2 separate regions of the Xenopus laevis genome follow, and region 2 is linked to region 1. Evidence: chromatin contacts called from public Hi-C data. All regions are on one chromosome and are shown on one strand. Each heading gives the region's core, a stretch centred on a gene start, on an enhancer-like site or on the middle of the called end of the contact. The rest is flanking DNA. Distances are from core to core; before and after follow the strand shown. Region 1 overlaps slc15a1.S (solute carrier family 15 member 1). Region 2 holds the start of LOC108709752 (FERM, ARHGEF and pleckstrin domain-containing protein 1).

Evidence for each region. A called contact is a pair of places that touch in the nucleus more often than the background predicts.
Region 2: a contact with region 1 is called in a Hi-C map of the XTC cell line, with 2.5 times the contacts expected there. The contact joins the promoter of LOC108709752 here to the enhancer-like site in region 1. A contact is called at or near these places in 2 of 4 Hi-C or Micro-C datasets (the XL177 cell line and the XTC cell line).

The regions. Positions count from the first base shown.
Region 1 is chr2S:112,020,676-112,024,976 of Xenopus_laevis_v10.1, forward strand. It overlaps slc15a1.S (solute carrier family 15 member 1), which reads left to right. Exons shown (of 23, transcript XM_041584281.1): 23 at 1-120. Among protein-coding and RNA genes, the nearest start is that of stk24.S, 8.8 kb to the right of the region's middle. Within about 2 kb of position 1,581, at least 1 of the 7 cell types and tissues checked has an H3K27ac peak or open chromatin away from gene starts, as enhancers often do.
Region 2 is chr2S:112,181,603-112,186,120 of Xenopus_laevis_v10.1, forward strand. LOC108709752 (FERM, ARHGEF and pleckstrin domain-containing protein 1) reads right to left here and starts at 2,312. Exons shown (of 27, transcript XM_018249871.2): 1 at 2,177-2,312.

The sequences.
Region 1 (4,301 bases), core at 331-2,830:
CCGCTTCTGGAGATTGCCGCTCGACACCACCTGTTTTCAGATAAAGAATATTGAAATATGACAAAGATCTTCTGAGATGAATATAAAGAGAAAACAAATAAAGGCTGATCATTTTTCGTTTTTTTCTTTGCTTTAATTTTTCAGTGTCTTAAATAAAACATAGTAATGCAACATAAATAATGTGCTACAGAAATGCAGTATTGCAGTGAGACACTAGGCACAACCATAGAATTCTCCCATGTAAGCACATCTCAAACACATAACATAACTGCCGTTGTTATCAAAGGTCTTTTATGGTTTTTAGAATGAAGATGACAGATTTGGATCTAGTTTTCTAAGCAATGAAAATACTGAAGTCCCAGCTATAGGATACTCTGCTGCTATGCTAAGCTAGTTTCTTTAGATCAGGGATCCCCAACCTTTTGAACCCGTGAGCAACATTCAGAGGTAAAAGGAGTTGGGGAGCAACACTAGCATGAAAAAATGTTCTTGGGGTGCCAAATAAGTGCTGTGATCGGCCATTTGGTAGCCCCTATGTGGATTGTAAACCTACATTGAGGCTCTGTTTGGCACTGCACCTGGTTTTTATACAACCAAAACTTGCCTCGAAGCCAGGAATTAAAAAATAATCACCTGCTTTGAGGCCACTGGGAGCAAAATCCAAGGGGTTGGAGAGCAACATGTCGCTCACTAGCTACTGGTTGGGGATCACTGCTTTAGATCCATTCTTTAGCTACCTATTGTTAATTGTTTTTCTAATGCCCAAAGACAGATAACATGAACTAAATGTATCTACATATATGTGAGCTTAAATAAATCAATTTTATGTTGTTAAATAATTATATTAAAGCACATAAATTGTATTATTATTATAAATACACTCTCTGTTGTTCTGCCTCTGCACAAAGTAAAGTAAAAAAAAATAAGGGTAAGTTAATGGCAGGTGTCAAGTACAGGCCTCCAAAAAATAGAAGGAACAGGAACTCCAGCAGAATAAACTTTTATTCCGAGTGGTGGCAAGTACAGGCCTCCGTTTAGTTTGCTGTATCTTGCCACTGGACAGACATAGACCATGGGCATTATATATGTTTATGATCTTTTCCCCTTGCACTATTCCACTCATAGATTAGATTCTCTGAAATTAGACTGCGTGTGGAAGCACAGTTAGAACGCAAATCGGATCTGATTTACTGATCTTTTGATCTGATAGTAATGGTTTGTCAGACTGAGTAACGTTTCTCTTTCAGTCTATGAAATCAGGTATGTCTGTGTAAAAAAAAATACATTTTTTATTTCTGGCAGTTTAGAGGGTATTTATGTACATTTTCTACATAACTCCAAGTGAATGAGCTCATGTCAGAAAAGGGGGTTTCATTTTCCTTTGAATAAAAATGTAAAACAATTAAAATTTCAGGGAGCTGGTTATATTGTACTAATTTGGTGATTTCGCTAGGTGGCAGTGTGTTACTATTGAATATTTCAGACTGTAGACGATGTCTGTTATAAAGTATACAGTGCTGCTTGCATGTTGCACACCAGCATATAAATTATGTGGTTACTCCCACTATTACTGACAGTAATAACTTTAGCCACACAGGAACAGAAGGATGAACTGCACAAGTATTAGCACTGCAAGAATGGAGTCATTCAGGCCCAGCATGCTGTATCCCTGCAAACTTCAGCTGTTAAGACTTATGCCATAAAAAATGTAATGTTAATGTAAAGGAATGGGCATGTGCTGACCAAGAAGAAGTTGTATCCATATTTATCCATTTATAAAAATGAAACGTTGGTACACAAGTCTTTTTATCAAACAACATCTGTTGCAGGAATTTTTTTTTTCCATTAGTGCTGAAACATCAGCTAATGAAAGCAGCATTTATAATATCTAGCCCATTCATCAAAATGAAAAATGGCAAGGCATTACGTTTACTTGGTTTCATTTCAAACAGTAACATCTGGCAAATAAAGATTATTCTCCATTTGTTCCACTCTGTGCATCCAATGAGAAAAAAACAATGATAAAGTAAAGGCAGTGTGCCACACATACATAATACTTGTTTGTTGTTTTCTCCACTGATCTGCTCCATCTTGTAGCTTGTCTTTGTACACAGGATTGGCCAGTCATGGCCAGTCATGGGATGGGTCAGTAAATGAACAATGATGTTAAGAGTCAGGTTGTGTGGATGGAATGGAGGCAGTGTGCCATTTCTGATTCTAGACAGTTCTTTTACCAATGTTTTTTCAAACCCAATCACCTTATACTTGCCTTATACTATAAGAACAGGTAGATTTTCAATGCAGAGTGATCAGGTTGCTGACTATGTACACTGGCTCCATCCGTACTTCTGTCTTCAGGTTATAATAAAGGAAATATCAGCATGGCGGCAGTGTCGGACTGGCCCACAGGGATACCAGGAAAAGTCCCGGTGGGCCCAGGTGTCAGTGGGCCTCATGCTGCTAAACATTTAGCCTATGTCATGGCCATTCCCTAATTCTATGAGAACAAAGTGGCTAAATAGATGGAATAGATTATAGTATGCAAAGAAAAGGAGAATAGATGAGTGAGGAAAGGAAGAATAATAGTACTAAGAGTGGGCCCCAGGTCTAAGATTAATTTGTGGGCCCCTAGTCAAAGGTTTTTGGATGGGCCCTGGTGTCCCAGTCTGACACTGCATGGTGGAAGCACTTGCATCTCTCAGGTTTCTACACTTGCCTACAAAAAGTACTGAGAATGATTTCTCTTTCCGTTTTTGTTCCCTGTGTGAAACATCACAGCCCTGAGGACTAGAGACTGTACACTGCAAGTCACAGACATTTTCCAGGGTTTAAATCTCACCATACTTTCCATAATTAGACTGCAGGCCTTAGGGAGCAGAGATAAATTGCATTCATGAATGATTTCAGATTTATATATCCTTCTGTGGGAATTCTTAGTTCGTCGGCTAAATGAATATTTAGACATACAGTTGTCTTGGACAGCTCGGAACAATTTCAGAGGAGAAACAGAATCCATGGGCAGGTGTGCATTCCAAAATAAACTCATGACTGTGTCCCGGTTAGTGATGAAGCCATTGTGTACATGCATCCCATAAGAACTACATTCCCAGGCTATAACTCGCCATTTACCCTAATGTGCAGCTGCTCTGTTATTAGCCGATTTATTGAAGAATGGCTTTAAAAGCTTGGACTTTGCTCTCCGCTATAACTAATGGTGGGTTTAGGAACCCTACCAACAATAACCATTCATAATATATATATATACTGTATATATAATATTCTCTGGTGAAGTCAAGGGGACACATTAGTGAAATATGTTTTATCTCATGGTCGATCAGATATCACAAACATATATTTATGGTTTCTTTTCTTGAGTAAAACAATTTATAAATTATACTTGATCTAAAAATGATGGTTGGGAAATACCAAAGGTCATTTCTAACAATAACAACTGGAGGCACTGTTTAATGTAAGTATTTGGCCAATTAAGCCTGCAACTGACACTATTTGGTTGTCAGGGTCACCTGATTGTCTGTGAAGATTTAGTTGTATAACTGTCCTTTCTTTCTGATCCCCCCTTCAAAGACTCAAGCAAGAAGTAAAACTAATACATTCAGCCTGAAATGTGATGTCAAGGAATCACTTAAGCTTATAGATGATTGTCATAGGGATGCACCGAATGCACTTTTTTGGATTCGGCCAACCCCCGAATCCTTCACGAAAGATTAGTTAGAATAACGAACCCTAATTTGCATATGCAAATTAGGGGTAGGAAGGGGAAAAAAATTACTTCCTTGTTTTCTGACAAAAAGTCACACAATTTCCCTCCCCGCCAGTAATTTGCATATGCAAATTAGGATTCGGTTCACCCGGGCAGGATTCGGCCGAATCCTGCTGAAAAGGGCCGAATCCCGAACCGAATCCTGGATTCGGTGCATCCCTAGTTTGTCAAAGGGTTAACAGACAATTCACAAAGGGGTTGTTAAAAGGCATATACAGGTGGGAAAAAAAGAGTTTGGTGAATTTTGTAATTTATTTTCTTTTTACCTTTGATGAATATGCCATTTTTATAAAACCTGCCAATATCAGCTAATATGAATGAATTTTTATTTAGATACTTTCCGAAAATACAATACAAGGGATCAATAAACTGTATACAAAAGGTGGATTTGATCATAAACAATAGAAAGTTACAGTGAATTCAAGCTTTACAATAGCTCCCAATTTGAGCTAGTAAGAACAAGAGTTTTGTATTCCTTACAGTGCAGAATCTCTAATATGGCCTATTACAAAGCTTTGTA
Region 2 (4,518 bases), core at 1,062-3,561, 160 kb after region 1:
CGGACTTTGATAAATAACCCCCTTAGTGTATGATTCAGTATGTGGAAGTTAGCTATGTGTTTAGATAAGATGAGTAAGGGAAATGATGCCTGAAGGCAGGGAGTTTATTGCAGGGTTTCCTTTTATCTGTGCACCTTGTATTTTGCAAGCAATTCGTTAAAGTATGCTGAACAAGCACATTGGCACTATATGTACTGCAAGTGAAATAGATTTGTGAATAACATTTAAGCATACACAATTGTCCTTCACAATGATCAAAATTCCTCTACTTATGCTTTCTGTCTATTTAGGAAACTGCTTTGGTACTGCAGCAAAAGCCATCAGACTGCACCCTGCACTACTGCCTCATCCCTCCTTTGTGATTCAGCAATGCCATGATTGTCTGTAGAGGACCAGGACCAGCTGCTAATAGAATGCTCTAGCACATAGATGATTACAAGGTGATTGTTTTAAATGTACTTGGTATCTGGTACCCAAGTATGACAACATGCTGTCTGGTGCAACTGTGAGATTTATCTTACTCCCTCCCATTGCCTTAATGTACCTGGATTTTTCATAGCTGGGACCGAGTATAACTATCAGACCTTCTTTATATATTGGGATGGAAACAAACACAGTACAATGTAAGAATATACTTATCGCAGACCCTCAAGTTTGCAACCTACAAGAATTCCGACAAGTTGTATCAGATATTTTAAAATAAAATATAAATATTTGCCTCGCTGTGCTTTTTGGAAGTAGAAACAAATTCTCTCAGTTTTCTTTACTGAAAGAATTTGTGTTTATACAAAGTATAAAATATTTTCCTGAAAAATAAATCTAAAAATGTGTTCAGAGAGCAGAACACAGAGAACTCACTGTACTAATATGTTCATCCTTCTGCTCCCTAAAGCTCCTCTGCTTATTTCCAGCCGCTAATAATAAGCCCTGCACAGCATGACACTGACCATAGATTGGGGAAGGTCCCCCCTCTGCCATAACTTTCTACATGTTCATATAACCACCATACCTAAAGAAGAGAGTGATACTTTTTGCCTCCCAATTCCCCAAATAATGCTGGGCATCAAGAGGTTTGTTGCAGTGGTGCACAGACATTGCAGGTTTATTTCTGTTCTCCAAACTAAGCATTGGGCTGAGATTATCAGGAATAGAGGGGGCAGTTGGTCTGAATACTGTACCCGTTATTGTAAAATATAAGGATAGTCACAGAGGAATTCCATGACCATATACAGGTAAACTTGTGTATTGTATAGCTATAATGACAGTGCATAAAAATACAACCTAACCACAGTCTTCTAACACATCCTAGCGTCTTGGTTCCCAGTTATAGGAAAGATTTGGTAAGGTGTATTTTAAGTCTGTAAACCTTTTAAATAAGGTAGCTGACCTGGATACCCCCCCCCCCCTGGCATCTAGCACATCAGCTAAATATTCTAATCTAACCCTCAATGGCCTTCAGGCTGACAGCCACCCAACCACCATCTCTACTCTAGGCCCTATTTGGTATTGGGGCAGCACAACAAGTTAAATACCTGCAAAATTTGCACATTTGATGTGTTTTTGTTAATCTCGGGGGTAATTTGTAATTTAATTGCTACTGAAAGCAACATTATTCAAAACAAAAGTTGCTGTATTCCTCAGAAAAACACGTTTTTTTGAGGAGGGAGAATAACAGAATTTTTTTTTTATATAGTGTAGTAGTTCCAACAACTTGTTTACTTTCACCCTTAGTGATTTTATACACACATTGTGCTGTGTTCATTAACAATTTTTATGTGCCACTTAGTGAATACAGTAAGTCCCGTGAAATGTGTCCTGGGAATGGCACAAATCCCCGTGTTGATTAATCACCTTGTAAAATAATCATTCATTCTATATACCCTTTACTAATTAGTGACCCCCAAATGTGAGAACTCAGAAAAAAGCAACGTAACTCGGGAGTGGACCCGAATGTATCTGATTCACAGACAAGCGACAGATTCACAGAGGGCCCTACTGGGGTTCCGGTTCTCCGGTAGTACAAAACACTCACCAGACGTGAGTTGGAACAGGCAGGGGTTAAAATTACTTAATTCCGTATTCACAGCTTCAGTCTCCGCAAATTGTGTAGAGAGATAAAAACAACATGTGCAGATTCACTTGAACACAGTTTAATGAATAATAAAAATACACTCACATTAAATTTCTTGGTAAAACTGCATAAAAGGATTTCTGTGTTCGTCCCAAAATCTCGATATGGCTACTCGGCGTCCCTCAGAGTTCCATGTGCATTTGAACTGGGCGCTTCTGCAACAGATGAGCATAGTCCCGCTTACGCGCTTCGCCTGAATGGCTTTTTCCCTGAGCTGCACATGTTGTTTTTATCTCTCTACACAATTCACAGAGACTGAAGCTGTGGAATCTGGGAAACCAGATATAATTGACGTTGCTCTCCAACAACCTTCCCTATGCATTTCTTTTGTGCAGGCAACCGTATGTTAAGAGATCCATATAAGCACCATTTCCACAGCTGAGCCTTAGCCAAACAAAGATTATTAGATGGAGAGCATACGAAGAGCTACACATGGCATGGCTGCCTTTCTATTGTTCTGATAGGGCAGAGTATGAATGATGGGAACAGCAGGAAGTGAAGCCGAGACTCCTTCTAGGTGCAAGACAGTCATATGATACAATTATTACATTGTGTCTGCGTGTCCACATCTGTATATTTCTATTAAGGATGCACCGAATCCGCTATTTTGGATTCGGCCGAATACCGAACCGAATTTGCATATGCAAATTAGGGGTGGGAAGGGAAAAACATTTTTACTTCCTTGTTTTGTGACAAAAAGTCACGTGATTTACCTCTCCGCCCCTAATTTGCATATGCAAATTATAATTCGGCTTGGCCGGACAGAAGGATTTGGCCGAATCCTGCATTTCTATTCTTTAGACCCTTTGGTGCATAAATGACTAGCGATGAGCGAAATATTTCGCCAAGTTTTGCCACCAAGATGACACCCATAGACTAATGGCTGGAAAAAAAAATTGTCACGCTTCAAAAAAAAAAAAAAAAAAAAAAAAAGGTTATCGCCCATAGACCAATGCATTTCACAGATTTTCAGTTTCACGAATTTTCTGCGAAACAGGTCAGATTCGCCCATCACTAATAATGACCTCAACTTCTATATATGAAAATGAGTGGAGGTATGGGTAGACGGGGACAATACTGGTTGTGGTTGGATCAGGATTTAGTGTGTTACCTAAAAATGTCTAAACTTTTGTTTTGTGGAGTATTGGCTATTGAGATATAACCAGCGTCCAGCAGAAAAGGCAGGCCCTCAGAGATTCAGGGCAAGGTGTTGGGAAAAAAATAGTAGACTTTATTACAAGAACGTATTAAGTTCAGGGGGCCAATGACCCTGCTAACCAGAAAAAAGATTAAAGTTAAACCTGCACTGAAATATCAGCTTATTTTGCAAAGTTGCCAAATGAACAGATATCTTATAAATGGCTGTGCAGCTGAAGGGCCCAATCAGACTGATTCTATTGTTAAAGGAACAGTGACATCAAAACATTCAAGTGTTTTAAAGGAATGACAATATAATATGCTGTTGCACTGCACTGGTAAAACTGGTGTGTTTGCTTCAGAAATGCAACAAAAGTTTATATAAACAAGCTACTGTGTAGCCATGGGGCAGCCATTCAAGCACAGGATATAGAGTAGATAACAGATACGTTCCGAAGAATCTGTTATCTGCTGTGTTTCCTGTGCCTTTTCTCAGCTTTGAGTGCCTGTCTCCATGGCTATACAGAACCATTTATATAAACTATTCTAGTTTTTCTGAAGCAATTTCACCAGTTGCACCAGTAGTACATTACATGTTGATTACTTAAAACATTTTCATTTTTGGTGTTACTGTTCCTTTAAGCTCCCATGCCAATAATCTGATCACAATACAAGTCAATGCAGATCCATCACAGGATTTTCAGACTTGCCCAATAGACATCAGGCTGGCTATATGACCCCATTAATGGACCAGTAAGCTTCTGGCTCATTTTAAGTTGCCCCTTTAAGGAGTGTACATGAAATTCAGCAGAGCTTGCTGGGCACTTATACATATGACTCCACTTACAGCTGAACCATTTATCCTACACTGCATATTTAATGCCCTGTCCCACTACCAAATGCCTAGCAGCATGTAATGAACCTGCATTGCTTTCTAGGCCGATGCACATTAGATGAGAATAGCTAACCAAAGCCTACAAGCTAAAGTTATAAAGCAGAAATCTGAAAGTCTGTAACTGTGATCTGGTTGTGGCTTATATAGCTTGAAACTAACTCTCTGGCAGAGCAAACACTTTTACTCCATAATACCAGGCCAGCTAAAGCTGAAATATGATGCTGGGATAATAGAAGGAAGTAAATAACATTGGAACTATCTGTGCTGTTACTGATTTGGTCACATTTTACGGAAATCATTTAAAAAACCTTTAAAAGATCTGATCCTCATCGTAAGACGACGATTTTCTTAGAAC